Linked DNA regions of Mus musculus: all the other regions are linked to region 1. The links are chromatin contacts, called in public Hi-C, HiChIP or PLAC-seq and promoter capture Hi-C maps. All regions are on one chromosome and are shown on one strand. Each heading gives the region's core, a stretch centred on a gene start, on an enhancer-like site or on the middle of the called end of the contact. The rest is flanking DNA. Distances are from core to core; before and after follow the strand shown. Region 1 holds the start of Pbx1 (pre B cell leukemia homeobox 1). Region 2 has its middle 23 kb from the start of Gm34535. Region 3 holds the start of Hsd17b7 (hydroxysteroid (17-beta) dehydrogenase 7). Region 4 holds the start of Uap1 (UDP-N-acetylglucosamine pyrophosphorylase 1). Region 5 holds the start of Ccdc190 (coiled-coil domain containing 190).

The links. Promoter capture Hi-C pulls out the DNA fragments that hold promoters and counts their contacts. A called contact is a pair of places that touch in the nucleus more often than the background predicts. HiChIP or PLAC-seq counts read pairs in DNA pulled down with a chosen protein or histone mark.
Region 2: a contact with region 1 is called in an H3K4me3 HiChIP or PLAC-seq map of neural progenitor cells, with 11 times the contacts expected there. The contact joins the enhancer-like site here to the promoter of Pbx1 in region 1. A contact is called at or near these places in 6 of 39 promoter capture datasets (embryonic stem cells, liver, maxillary cranial neural crest and 2 more) and 9 of 115 datasets of contacts at active chromatin or transcription factors (SST interneurons, bone marrow-derived macrophages, craniofacial prominence and 5 more).
Region 3: a Hi-C map of LSK cells shows a contact between it and region 1, with 4 times the contacts expected there. The contact joins the promoter of Hsd17b7 here to the promoter of Pbx1 in region 1. A contact is called at or near these places in 3 of 39 promoter capture datasets (embryonic stem cells, liver and pre-B cells), 2 of 484 Hi-C or Micro-C datasets (LSK cells and macrophages) and 1 of 9 other capture datasets (adipose tissue).
Region 4: a Hi-C map of LSK cells shows a contact between it and region 1, with 9 times the contacts expected there. The contact joins the promoter of Uap1 here to the promoter of Pbx1 in region 1. A contact is called at or near these places in 5 of 39 promoter capture datasets (embryonic stem cells, hippocampal neurons, liver and 2 more), 2 of 484 Hi-C or Micro-C datasets (LSK cells and pro-B cells) and 1 of 115 datasets of contacts at active chromatin or transcription factors (pro-B cells).
Region 5: a promoter capture Hi-C map of hippocampal neurons shows a contact between it and region 1, with 16 times the contacts expected there. The contact joins the promoter of Ccdc190 here to the promoter of Pbx1 in region 1. A contact is called at or near these places in 3 of 39 promoter capture datasets (embryonic stem cells, hippocampal neurons and pre-B cells), 3 of 484 Hi-C or Micro-C datasets (cerebral cortex and cortical neurons), 6 of 115 datasets of contacts at active chromatin or transcription factors (the NIH/3T3 cell line, astrocytes, embryonic stem cells and 2 more) and 2 of 9 other capture datasets (adipose tissue and embryonic stem cells).

Annotation. Positions count from the first base shown.
Region 1 is chr1:168,430,905-168,433,604 of GRCm38.p6, reverse strand. Pbx1 (pre B cell leukemia homeobox 1) reads left to right here and starts at 1,436. Exons shown (of 9, transcript NM_183355.3): 1 at 1,436-2,291. The coding sequence starts at 2,101.
Region 2 is chr1:169,484,134-169,486,833 of GRCm38.p6, reverse strand. No RefSeq gene overlaps it. Among named protein-coding and RNA genes, the nearest start is that of Gm34535, 23 kb to the right of the region's middle. Within about 2 kb of position 1,348, at least 49 of the 459 cell types and tissues checked have an H3K27ac peak or open chromatin away from gene starts, as enhancers often do. A contact at or near this core is called in SST interneurons, neural progenitor cells and stem cell-derived neural progenitor cells, where this site is marked.
Region 3 is chr1:169,967,797-169,970,496 of GRCm38.p6, reverse strand. Hsd17b7 (hydroxysteroid (17-beta) dehydrogenase 7) reads left to right here and starts at 1,292. Exons shown (of 9, transcript NM_010476.3): 1 at 1,292-1,399. The coding sequence starts at 1,365. It overlaps 3110045C21Rik (RIKEN cDNA 3110045C21 gene), which reads right to left and starts at 1,088. Exons shown (of 3, transcript NR_040438.1): 1 at 922-1,088; 2 at 1-47.
Region 4 is chr1:170,173,684-170,176,383 of GRCm38.p6, reverse strand. It overlaps Uap1 (UDP-N-acetylglucosamine pyrophosphorylase 1), which reads left to right and starts at 1,420. Exons shown (of 11, transcript NM_001305045.1): 1 at 1,420-1,634.
Region 5 is chr1:169,927,621-169,930,320 of GRCm38.p6, reverse strand. It overlaps Ccdc190 (coiled-coil domain containing 190), which reads right to left and starts at 1,382. Exons shown (of 4, transcript NM_001033185.2): 1 at 1,318-1,382; 2 at 161-402. The coding sequence starts at 347. Gm39699 (a long non-coding RNA gene) reads right to left here. Exons shown (of 3, transcript XR_865723.1): 2 at 2,292-2,500; 3 at 1,733-2,011.

The DNA of each region.
Region 1 (2,700 bases), core at 187-2,686:
GTTATTTTATCTTATGGGTATTCAGACCAAGTGCCCAATCAGGTTCTACTGTTGGTTGGAATAAAGGAAAATAAAGGTAAATGTGTGGATTTACCCCGGCTCTAACTCCTTATTGGCTTCTCTTAATTCATTTACTTCCTTTTACTTCTAATCCCAGCCTTCTTGTTTTAAGATCTGTTCTTCTAAGTCTTAAGTCTGTTTGCAAGCTAGACAAGCAACAGACATGCAAGTAACTTTTACCACATTCACATGGAGCTGTTAAGTGTGAGGCCTGCTAAGAATCCACCCAAACTTGGGTATGAATTCTAGCTTTGATACTTTATAACTATGGACTTTGAACAAATTCTTTAACCTTTTTGAGTTTCCTCTCTGTGAAATGAGAATAATAATCCATAATTCACAGAGATGTCTTGGGGATTAAATACAATAACTCAAGTAAATTACTTTGTGCATAGTAGGCATTCAATAAATGTCAGTTTCCTTCTTCTCCCTGTTATTAATGCTTATTAGACTATATTAAAAACTAGAACCAGACTGTGATAATGCAATCCCTTATTAAGTGTTTAAGCCAAATAACCAACTTCCCTCAGGGGGAAGAGAAATGTTGAATTCGGTTTTTTTGGTAAACTTATTTATTAGTATTTTTCTCGAGTTTTATTCCTCAAAGTCCACACTTCAGCTACTGTTTATGCCACAAAAATGACAATTTATATTCTCTTTGCTGGCATAGAGTTGAGGATTTGCAAATTATCCACTACCTAGACTTTGATCTATTATTCATTATCTTAGCAGCCCGATTTTATTTACTAACTACGTCATATAACAAAGTTTTGCTTTCAACAGTTTCCCTGAGGTCTAAGGATTTCAGAGAATCAAGTTTACTACCGCAGCGTCACCGCGTAGACGAACGAGGGGTGGGGCGGAGGGATCCACACCGTCTGTGTGCTTTCGTGTTAATTTTACAGTCTTGCGTTTAAGTGGAGCCACGTTTCCCTCAAGGACGGAGCCTAAGAGAAGCAGACAAGAGCTGAAGCTAAGGTCTCTCTGCGCCTTTAAGAACTGGAGACTGGGTCATAGCTCCGCCTCCTTCCCGGCCCACCTCTGAACTCTGATTGACAAGACTCCCGGGCTAGGAGGAGCTGAAGGAGGCCGAGGAGGAGACGCTGGGTGGAAAGTAGGGGGAGGAGGAGCCCACTTTCAGGACTAGCCAATCATAGAAGGGGGCGGGGCTCAAGAGCCCTCCTCCCTCCTCTGACCCCCGCCTCCTGGCCTCTCCGCTCCCTCCCCCCTTCCCTCGGCCCCCTCCCCTCTCCTCCTTCTCCTCCTCCTCCTCCTTCTCCTCCTCCTCCTCCTTCTCCTCCTCCACCTCCTCCTCCTCCTTCTCCTCCTCCTCCTCCTCCTCCTCTCAGGCTGTGGTTTTTCTGTATATGTTTCTGGAGTCCTGAGCCTGGGCTAAACAAAAGCAGGAGGCTGACGGGGCTGCTGGAGTTTGCAGAGACACGGAGGAGGAAAGAGCTTGGGCTTTGCCTGCCGCCACGGCTGGGGGTGATCTGGCTTCTGCTACAGCCCACCCCCTTTGAGATCACTCTGGCCCGGAGTGGGGGTGGGGGGCAGCGGGGGGTGGGGGGGAAAGTTTGCATTGCAATCCCCCTGCCTTCCTCTCCTTTCTCCCGATCAATGCATATTTGCAAAAGGATTAAGCCACAGATTTAAGCGCCGGGAGCCCATTTCTGCCTTGCAAAGGAGATCGGACTGAAAAACCCAAAGGCGGCTCTGATTTCTTTTCGCCAAGTGGGAAGGTGGTTTATTTTTCTTGCTTTTTTGGAGTCAACACCCTTCCCCACCAGCCCTTATCCCCACCCTCACCCCGCAACCCCTTCACGCCCCCCTCCCCCTCCCCATCCTCCCACCATCCTCTAAAGAGGCAAAGAGATTTTTTTTTTCCCCTTTTGGTCTTCTTCTTCTTTTTTTAAAACCCTGGTCCCTGTTTATCCTGAAAAGGATTTGAAGACAGCTTGAAGGATAAAAAGCCTCGGTGCTTCCCAGGCGCCGATCCGAGGAGCCGAAGAGGAAGAGCCGGGGCTGCCGGAGCCTTCAGAGATGGACGAGCAGCCGAGGCTGATGCATTCCCACGCTGGGGTCGGGATGGCCGGACACCCCGGCCTGTCCCAGCACTTGCAGGATGGGGCCGGAGGGACCGAGGGGGAGGGCGGGAGGAAGCAGGACATCGGGGACATTTTACAGCAAATTATGACCATCACAGACCAGAGTTTGGATGAAGCGCAGGCCAGGTGAGATGGAGGCTTTTCTTTGCCTTTCTTGTTTTTTTTTTTTTCCCTCCCTCTCGCAGGGGGAAACAATGGGAACCGAATCACCACAGCGCTTTCTTCTAAAATGTTGTTTCTTTTCTCATTTTGACAAACAACTCTATGGCGGAGGAGTAAAATTTAAAGAAGCGTTGTTATCGAAAGTGTGATCGCCCGTGCTGAGATATGGCTGTGTGTAGATAGATGTTGTGCGAGTGTGTCTGTTAGAGGTATTTGTATGAATGCACAAAAACACGCAGCCACGCCGAAAATACTGCCAACTAATCCGAAAGCGGCCCTCGGCACTTTTTTACAGCTTTAAAAAAGTGTATGAAGGAGGCAGAATTGTCAAGTTCCGAGCCGCATTCCATGCCTTCGGTAGTTGAGGGACTTC
Region 2 (2,700 bases), core at 99-2,598, 1.1 Mb before region 1:
CAGTGTGTGTGTGGCTTCAGCACTGACACAGTGTGTGAACCTTAGAGCTGGTGGAACTCACCCTCAAGCCTGATTTAGAAAGAAACTGGAAAATCTTCAGAATCATTTTTTGTAGTAGATAAAATGTGCGGTTAACTTGTTGCTTAACGTCTTAAAACAAGAAGTGTTAGCCACCCGTTATGTGGGTTCTTGAACTTCAGCACAGGATGGCTTACAGAATAGGCCTAGGACTTGGGAGGAATTAAAGTGATTTCCATTACTCAGTTTAGATCTCATATCAAATGAACCAGGTGCTGAAGACAGATACCTCCTCCTCTGAATGCACTCCCTGGGAAGAAAGATGCTCTGAGCTTAGTAGAAGTAGTCAGTGGAAGGTGCTAGTTTCTGCTGGGCAATGCATCTTGATGAGTACTGTCACAGCAGGGGTCAGCCTTCAAACCAGTATCCTGCAGAATGTATGCCTGCTGCTTTCCCATAGAAAAAGCTACCCAGCCACTGATCATGGTGGACTGAAACTGGAGCCAGAATAGATCTTTCTCCCTTTTAAATTATTTCTCCCAACTATCTGTCACGGGACAAAAAGTCGAATGCACTTAGGTCTCCACAATCTCCTTAAATATCCATGTATCTGAGTTTTGAGTTTTATTATTTTCCTTATGATATATACGTACACATATATATCTTATGATATATATACATATCTCAATACATATGCACACACAAATATATGCATACATTTATACAACACAAACACATACACACACATAAACATGTCATCACATACACAAATATATATATATGTATATATATATATATATACATACATACATGTATATATATACATACATATACACACACACACATACATACATACATACACACACTCCACTCAGTTTTCTTTCTTGCTCACTACTCTGTAGTTTAAGTATGATTTCTCCAGAAGCCATCTCTATGCTCATCTATGCTGACTGGCTGTGACGTCATCACATACCACTTACCACACCTCCTATTGTCCTCCACTATTGGATTTGCTGAATGAGTAAGTAGCTTCCACAGGAGCCAAGTCTTTGGTTGAGCCTTATAATCCCAGAGCCAAATCTGGTGCCTGGCGCATAATAGGAGCTTGGGAATGATTCATGGAAGAAAGAAAAAAATAAACTGAGGAGTGTTTCAATGCTGTGTGAGGAATTTATTTTCCAGTCCAATTGCAATAAGCACATCTTCTTGAGAGAATGGCTAAATGCCCCGCTGTCGCCTGAGCATGGACACAATCCAGCAAGTCTGAGTTGTGGCACCAAACAGACAAACAGAGAGGCTCTTCCTAGGGAGAGAGGTAATTAGCACGCATTTGGCAGAATGCACTGGAAGGAAGAGACGTCCTGAGGGGCACTCTTGGAACACACTCAGGGAGGAAAGCTCACATACAATGAACTGGTTTTTATGGATCTAAGACGATTTTAACTGAGTAACAGTGACTCTGTTGTACAGAATCAGCATTCTATGCAGGCAATGGGAAAGCAAGAGTCCCTGTGCCTCGTAACGAGTGAGCAGGTGGCTAAGATTAGACAGGACTCGGCAGAAGAGGAAACATCTGGCTGCCTCTACAGAAGAGACTTTGCTCTCTTGGCCTCTCCAAGCTTTTCCCTCTAGCTTCTTAATGAGAAGGCATTGAAGGTGAGTTACCAAATTCTATGTCTATGGCGACTCCAATTGATATATCGAAATAAACTTTGGAAATAAACTTTCATTTCCATAAGTCATTTTCTTATACTTTCTAATTCTTTAAAGAAGCCCTGTTGCACTTGGACTGGGTAGCTGCAGACAGCCCAAGTGTGTTAATTAGCAAATTAAATTTTCTTATTCCTCTCTGCTTATGCTACATACAACTCTGTACAACCACTGAGAAGATAATGACATTCATCTAGTGACTTCCCAACCCTAAGCATGCTGGGATAGTGAAGAAAGAGACCCCAGCTGGGGCTCACCCGGGAGAGCTTGAATTCGGTCTTTGTTCTGACATAACTCTGGCTGCTGCAGGCACATGTCTTCACCTTCTCCTTTGCCTCTTAAGCATCCCATGCTGTTTCTAAAGATGGGCTTCATAAGCTGGCCATGTGGCACACATCTGGAATCCCTGCTCCTGCAAAGTGGAGGCAGGAAGATCAGGAGTTCAAGGCCAGCCTTGGCTACACACTAACTTTGAGGCCAGCTACATGCGGTTTTGTCTCAAACAACAAAATAAAGATAAAAACGAGAGAATGAAAGGAAGAAAGAAAAAAAGAGACCCTACAATCCTTGAAAAGACTTTAGCTGTTGCTTACCAGGTGAAATGCAGACATCCAATGGAGCTGGAGACATCACGTCTTCCTACTCCTTCAGCTTTTCTCCTCTCGTAATTATATAAACCACAGACAGCTGGAGAAGGAAATAAGTGTAGGCTCACACAGCTCTTCCTGAGAGTTGGGGTTTTCCCACTCAACATAAACATTAAGTGTTAGAGCCTTTGCATTAATTGGCAGAGCCTTCTTCCACCCCCACCCTTCCCTTCCACCCTTTTGCTCTGACTCTACTTGTCCCAGCTGTTCCAGCTCATAGGTTCTTTATTTGTTTTCTCATTACAGATGATTGTGAGCCACTAAGTGGTTGCTGGGATTTGAACTCATGACCTCTGAAAGAGCAGTGTCTTAACCTCTGAGCCAT
Region 3 (2,700 bases), core at 43-2,542, 1.5 Mb before region 1:
ATGTTGCTTTCATGCACAGAGTTCATGCTAATAATTGCACAAGAGAACTTAAAAAAAAAAAAACAACTCAAAATAAACGTCATAATATGTTAATTAAGTTTACAGTTTTCTGGTGGGCCATTTTCATGCTACCCTAGGGTGCAGTGTGGACACACCTGTCTGCCACCCAACCCACCCACCAGGCTCTCCAATTTCTTTTTAAAAAGTGAGCTTTCTTTGGGAGAGCCACACAGTTTTCTCTGTTCTTTTGCTGCCACTTCTGAACTCCAGGGTTTAAAAAGGATCATTTGGGTATGGAATCTCAAGATCAGGGATTTTTTTTTTTTTCCACTTCAAGGCTTTAGAAAATTTGTTAAGTTACTGTCTTTTAAGAACAGTTGAAATGATCAACCAGTTTTCTTAAGTTTTAGCAGTTTGTTGGTATCATTAATCAAAACATATAGATTAAAGCCCAGAAAAGACGTTATCATTTAGGATCACGGCTATCCCTAGTAATTACAGCTCTGAAAGAGGAATAGTTTGTTCAATCATATGAGTATTAGTCCTTTCACTCAATATTAATCATCTGTAAGTAGCGAAAGCTGGGATAACGATTATAACAGCTGCGCAGGGTATTTTTATGCGAATTGAACTTAATAAAAAAAGGGAGTTTTAATGTATGCATTTGCCCCTCCCTGATTACCTAGTTCTGCTCCCTCCAAAGTACTCATCTGGGATGGCTTGGAGACAAAAAAAAAAAAAAAAAAAGAGCGAGCGAGCGAGAGAGAGAGAGAGAGAGAGAGAGAGAGGCAGAGAGAGTGAGAAAATAAAGCTCATTACAGCGACCTGAGAGGTCTGAAGGAGATGACAGTACGCATTCCTTTAGCGTTCTGAGATTCTCTGGTTTCATTCCACATTCAGAGCTTGAAATTGCTAACTTACTCGTGATTCGACATAAATACAATTCAATGAAATCCAGGTTCTCTTTCTTAAAGACCATGCTTTACACATCCTAAGAAGCAAACTTGGACTTGGGTTCCTGCACCGAAGCCTCTCCCAGCAGCCTTGTGAAACCTCCAGCTCTGCCGCCCGCTTGCTTCACTCAGAACAAAGCCCCCGCCGCAGACTGGGGGCGGCGACTGCCTGGATTGGCTATAGGACCCTTGTGTCACGTGGCTCCGCCCCTCGGCCTATCTCACCTCACCCGGTCTGGGCGTGGAGAGAAGATGCCGAGTCGCGATTGGCGGGCCTAACGCGCGGACCGGATGACGCAGGAGAGGTGGAGCCGGGCCGAGCCTTGATTGGTCGAGGTGCGCGTGGTCACGGATCAAGGTTCAGGCTAAGAGAACCCCGGTGCAGTTCTACTTCGGTGCAGGGCGTGGAAGATGCGGAAGGTGGTTTTGATCACCGGGGCGAGCAGGTGAGACCTCCTATGGAACCCCGGAGTCTATGCGGGGGGAAGCGCAGGTCGGTGATTCACTTCGATGGGGTCCGCAGAGACCCCGTTCCCTGGCTTTCCAAGAGGTGTGGTCATGCCTGCCTCGCTTGGTGCTCGGTGCTCGGTGGCTGGCGCTTTGAATTAAACATGACAGTGGAAAGGAAAGCTAAACCGCCAGTGACTGGTCAGCCTGGCAGTGATGCTGGACAGTTGTTCTCTAGGGACCGTCAGTCTCCGAGAGTAGTTAATTGTAGGTGCCCACAGTTCACTTTAAACCTAAACACTCGGGGTGTTTAAATGTCAGCATCCATGAACTTTAGGACAATGAGGAAATTTCACTCCTGCAGCATGTTTTCATATACTCTTTCCAGGAACCTACAGAACGACCAGTCTAGCAACTAAGGCTTATCCTGATGCAGATGCCAGCAAAGTTATTCCAGGCTTGCCCATTTGACCCTTGACCTACTTATCATTTGTTGATGAAGAATGTGTGGAGGATGGACCCAACCAACTCCCCTCCTACCCCCAATTGGTTACATTGCTATTTTTTGAGGAATTAATACAGGATTTGTTAAATGCCACTTAAGCCTGTTTCAGTGACCCAATCACATCTATATTAACTAAACCAGTGGAGGGGTCTGTCTTGGGCTTTTTGTTAGTGTGCGCTCTCCTTTAGGTCAGCTGGGTTTTGGCCGTTCTCGAGTGGAAAGTGCCTGTAGAAGTCAGACCTGAATTGGTGTGATTTTGATATACTGTGGTGTGTGCAACTTATACTAAAGTTGGTATTTAAAGTAAGGATGAATAGGCCGGTATCTGCTTGGTACTTTGCTGGCAGGGCCGCCAGATTCTGTGGATTCCAGACTCACTTTGGAGCTCCCTTTGCTGGCAGTCTGCATGAGAACTTACTGTTACCCAGAATGGCCTCGCTACCAGCAGTGGGCCCCATCTGCTGCGACCTTCATATCACTCTTTGTGACCCAGTGCATCTGAAGCCTCCTAGCTCTGCTCTTTCCTGCTTCTTTGTCTTCGGCTCTATCTGCTTGCTGATTCTGCTTTCTGTCTACTTGTATTGAGGGCTTTTTTTTTTTTTAAACTCTTGGCTATTCTGCTGTGACTTAGTAGTTGACAGGGATTTAACTTCAAGCTGTGCTACTGTGTATTCTCCTGAAAACAAAACAAAACAAAGCAAAAAAAAAACCCCAAAAAACAAAAACCCAAACCAAAACCTCACCGGTTGGTTCACTTACTGCGATTTACAGTTTTCCTAATAGCAACAGTACCAA
Region 4 (2,700 bases), core at 171-2,670, 1.7 Mb before region 1:
CTCTTGATTCCCCTGTAGAGTCTATTGTAAGTTCTACTGTAGAATAACTCAATAAATAAATACGTTTTGGACAATATGCTCTTTATTGACTGCTGTAGCCGCCAATTTCTTTCTAAGAGAATGCTTCTACCCCAGGGACTTGCACACATAAAGAAGGTCAAGAGATTCTGGGCAACCCCATTGTGGGCAGGCTCTGAATTCTTCACTTAAGACTCGGTACTTTCCAAGCTGGAAGTATGAAAACTAGAGAACACACCCGTGTTGTTAGTCTTGCTCCAGGAAGGCACACCTACCACTATCAACAGCACTGTGGGTGCCATTTACAGCTTCTCAGGCGACGTGGCGTTCTGACAGGATTCCAGAGAGCATGCAAGGCTAAGGCCAAGCAAATACTGCTAATAATATATCATGTCCTTCCTTGATCCTGTTCCACCAAGCTGTTTATCCATCTAATCTCTCAAAGCCACAAAGGTGCCTTAACAGATGGGCAACTACGTTTTTATTTACAAATGATACCCCTTGTTAAATGATATTTCTAAATGACATAAATTGATAGTAAAGTCTGGATTAAAAATGAATACGCAAGAATGACTAAGAAAACACTGAAAATGTAAAATGAGGAAGCCTATCCACCTGATGGAAAACATCCTGATATGTTAAATTTAGTTGCTTTTGACATCTCAACAAATTGGACTCTCGTTTCAAAACCTGCAAAAACCCAACATAATAGCTCTAAATATAAATGCAACTTCATAACACTGAGATTATAGCCTGCACATGCACATCTGCTGCCTATGCTGTAACAGGACAGTTGAATTTTAGCTCTCCTCTCCTAGCTAAGTTCTTGCTCTCTGGGCCGGTTCTCCCTGACTGGCACATTTTGCATGGCCTCGGGTCATCTAATCCCTTTTGATTGCATTTCGTTCACTAGTCGCTGTGCAAAAGGCAACCCGGCTGTGTCGACACCCAAGAGACTCCGAAGACAATGGCAGAGGAAGCCCGGGTCACTGGCAAACAGGTATGTGGAGAATTAGAGACAAAATCAGCTAGCTTAAGGTCACAGGCCTGCCTTGGAGGGATCTCTGCCTAGAAACCGGCGGGTCTTTCCCAACCACACCCGTGGGCGTTCGGAAATCCGTCACTTGAAGACTCACTGCCAGCGCCGCGCTCCCTACCAGGCGCTCTGATCCGCCCCGGGTGACCGAGAGGACCCGCCCTGCAGTTTGTCCTTAAGGTGGCGCCTGGCCTCACCTCCCCGCGAAGCCGCGCGCGTAGCCGGCCCCGCCCCTGCTAGTGCGTGGGGGGCGGTACCACAGACTGACAGGATCCTTGGCCATCCTATTGGGCAAGAGTCTGAGTGACGTAAAGAGGCTCCTCCTTCCTGTCGCCGGTGCCCGCCCCTTTGGCTGTTCTCGGTCGCTGACGTGTCGGGCCGGCAGGCTTCCGCTCCGCCCCTGGGCCGCAGCCACTCACCGCGGCGGGAGGGGCCGGGTGGCCGGGGCCCGCGCTCCCCTCGGCCGCTGCTCGTGGCCCGCCCCGCCGCCCCGGCCCCTCGGATGACAGTATATATTCCAGGCGGGCGCGGGACACGGGCGAGTAGCCGAGCCGAAGGAGCCGCGGGATTGTCGAGGGAGGTAGGGACCCCCTTCACGCGCGCGCTCCCATGCCTAGCGCGGGGACCCGGCTACGCGTTGCCGCACCTTGCTCGGCGTCCGCTGCTCGGAGCTCCGGAGAGGCGTGGGCTGTGTCGCGGCGGGGCGGGGATGCGCGCGCGGAGGGTCTTGGGGGAGACCTGAGGGAGGAGGCTTGGGTGATGATGGAGTTCCCGGCGCTTGTCAGCGCTGTTTTTGAGTTGGGGGAAGAGGAGCCAGGAGGGTTTCAGGCTAGGGCCCGGGCATAGTTGTGCCACTTCTGGGGTTCACCGGTGGGAATAAGTGATCGCTGTTACTGTTGGGAAAGCGCGTTGGGGTGTTTTGAACCCACGAGGGTAAGAATTGATAGTTCCGACCAGGACAGTGGATCCCAATGGGGGATGTGACTAGCACAGGACCCGCTTGCCTTCGCTTGATACTGATAGTGAGAGAGGTTCAGATTTCAGGGTTTTCCCCTCAGTTGGACTGGAGGAACGGTGAGGCTGAGAGCACACATATGCTCTAGAAGATTTTTTAAAAGTTTGGTGTGAAGGCTGACTGGCCTTCATCGGCATACTATGAGATCTGATATCCGATGGTAATGATCATGCATTTATGAGAGGCACAAGTTTAAGGACTTGGAGGTGAAGTTCACTGGGCTTGGATCCAAGAGTTTGCAGCAAACCAAAAGCATTTATCCATTTCGTTATTAGTTGACTCACTTGGCTGAGGGAAAAGACTTCATAGTCTGTCCTGTTAGTTAGTGGTTAGGACTCAAGTCAGTCTCAGTACCATTCCTCCCCACCCCCACCCCAGCCCCTCCCCTCCCCTCTTTTTTCCTGTTTCGTTTGTTTGTTTGTTTGTTTCCGAGACAGGGTTTCTCTGTGTAGCTTTGGTTGTTGGAACTCACTCTGTAGACCTGGCTGGCCCAGAATTCAGAGATCCATTTACCTTAAAGATATGTACCGCCACTGCCTGGCTCCATGTGTCCCCCCCACCCCACCCCCACCCCCCAAAGCGATTTACTAACCCACCCTGAGGACATATAGCAGCAGAGGTGGGGGTGGAA
Region 5 (2,700 bases), core at 133-2,632, 1.5 Mb before region 1:
GTATTTCTTTTTATATCGATCTTATAAACACGCAGCTACCTGATAATGTTAATGAGCATCCCACCGTGAGGCGGGGGCTGTGCCCTCCCCCACCTCCCCCAGTAAATTACTCCTTAGGACTGGAAGTGGGGGCCCATTGCCACTCATGACAGAGCCTCACCTTGCTGCAGGCGCTGCAGTTCTTTCTGAAGCTGTCTCTGCTCCCTGGCTAGCGATTTCACGTGATAGAGGCAGATGATCTCCAGCCTTTGCAGTCTAAGGCTGAGTCTGGCTTCTGCTTGCCTGGCACTCTTTCTCTCCAAGTCAAACTGCTTATACAGAGGTCCCTTCACCATGCTTCTGTCCATCTTCCTCACGCGTGGGTGACAGTAAAGCCAGTGTCCTCCAGGGACCACAGATAACCTGAAAGAACAAGGTCAGCATGGTGGCTTCTGGTCATTGGTCACTGATTAGTTTGAAATCTAATTTTATTAAATCTTAAACTGCCTAGTCAGATGAAGTCTCCACATCCAAACCCACACCTCTACCTTCTTAACTCCAGTAGCACTCTCAGGAAGGAACGAGAGTCCCTGCCAATACTCACCTCAGGGCTACAACACAGAATGCATGCGGGATAGTGGTCAGTCAGGTCAGGTGCTCTCCCTTAGGTATTGGTGGTAGTAGTTCAGGAAAAGATTAGCATTAAAGAAGGGCATCCACCCACAGCCAAGCAGTGGATGGCGCTTGGGGACTCTTATGGAAGAATAGGAGGAAGGTTTACAGCCACTAAGGTGATAAGAACTCCACAGGAAGATGAACAGAATCAACTAACCTGCACCCTCAAGACTCTCCCAGACTGAACGGCCAATCAAAGACCGTAAATGGGCTGGACCAGGACTCTGCACATATATAACAGGTGTACAGCTTGGTTTTTATGTGGGTCCCAAACAACTGGAGCGGGGGACTGTCCCAAGAGGTGTTGCCTGTATGTGGGATGTGCTCTTTCAGCTGGGATGCCTCAGTGGGAGAGGAGGCGCTTAGCCTCTCAGAGACTTGAAGTGCCAGGGTAGGGGGAAGAGGGTGGAGGGGGTTACTCACTCAGAGGAGAAGGGGGTAAGGAAGGAAGGATTGTGGGAGGAGGTGAGAGGGAAGGGGGATCAGTGAGTGGAATGTAAAGTGAATAAGAAAAAAAAATTGAAATGTCAAAAAAGGGGGTGGGGTGGGGCTAAGGCCAGACACAAGGCAGCTCTAATTTAAGAGCCGAATTCGAGTCAGTTTGATTTAGATTCTGAAGTATAGATTAAAGCTTCACCCAAAAATACAGGGGGTAGCACTTACCTGCAAACCCAGCTCCTCACCAGGAAAATCTTTGTTTCTTTGGCTCCAAGCTTGTTTTCTTCACTAAGCGTGTGAGCCTGTGTAAAGGGGGGTGAGGGTGGGGAAGGGGGCTGGAAGGGGGCGGGGCCAGGAGAAGGTTAGTTACACTCGAAAGCTCTGTCCTTTCCTCCTGCGACCCCTGGTTAGGAATGCCGTCGACTCCTCGAGCCTTGGGTCCCATTTGCTCTTGAAGAGGCCACATCTCTAACTTGTTTTGAGGATAAAGGAAGCTTGCCAACTTCCAGCCCTCCCCAGGGAGGCCTGCGGTGCTCCTAGGCCGTGTCCATGGGAGCCAAGAATGAAAGCCAAGAGTCCCTCACTGTTTGTAACCAGTCTCTTCTCTTCCACCTCCCTCTGCTTCGCTTCTACCTCCCCTGCCCCTGCCCCTCCTCCCGCCCCATCTCCCACCCCTTTTCTGGCTTCTTGGAAACCAAAAGAAAGCACCCTGCCTTCCCATTCATGACTGGGCACATTTTGCACAGAAAGGCATTGAATTTGCTTATTCTACGTTATTGCGCTCCACGCTGGGTGTTTCCAGTCTTCCAGCCTTGTTCGGTGCATTTCAAAGTTTATTTAGATTTTCAAAGGCTTGGACACAGCACGAGATGAAGTGATATATATTTTTGAATCAACTTTTGTCTTCACGTTTGGAGAGCTGCAGCAGAGAATAGAGTTGAGCTATGGGTTATAGACGAAGATACTGGATGGGACTCTAACTGTTTCCTTGGGGATCCTTCTGAGAATGAGAGGCAGTAAGATTCCACAGTCTAAAGACAGCTGCCAACACTGGGGCCCAGTAATCCCAGTTTATGAAAGGCAGCTAAGCAGCCCCTACTACCCACAATCACCACCCGGCAAACAAACTATTCTAAAGAGATTACTGGGGAGGTGAGAGAGGGAGGGCGGGTCATTGTTCTCTAAGTAGGAAATGATACCTTCCCAGCCAGTGCTTCTCCCATGCACAAGTTCTTCCTCTCCAGGATTTAAACAAGTAGGGCACAATCTCCAAGACAATTACTACAGAAAGTGGGGTGCCGCATAAGGGAAACTGGCACTCTAGTCCCCATCGGCAGGCCTGGTGAAGTGCATAGCAACAGAGCTTTGTTGCCCCCATGAAGCGGTAAATATCCAGCCCAAATATGCCCTGGCAATGAAAGCACAACTCAATTAATATGAATCCATGCTGTGCACCTAGATTGGGCAGATCAACCCCTACACTACCATCTTCCACATCTATGTGACCCCTTAGAACTTGTAGTTTCTCCAAGCCATGTTCTTCTGCTCTGCTTTTCTTCTTCCTCCTCCTCCTCTGTGTCCTCTCCCTCTTCCATTTTCTCCTTCTTC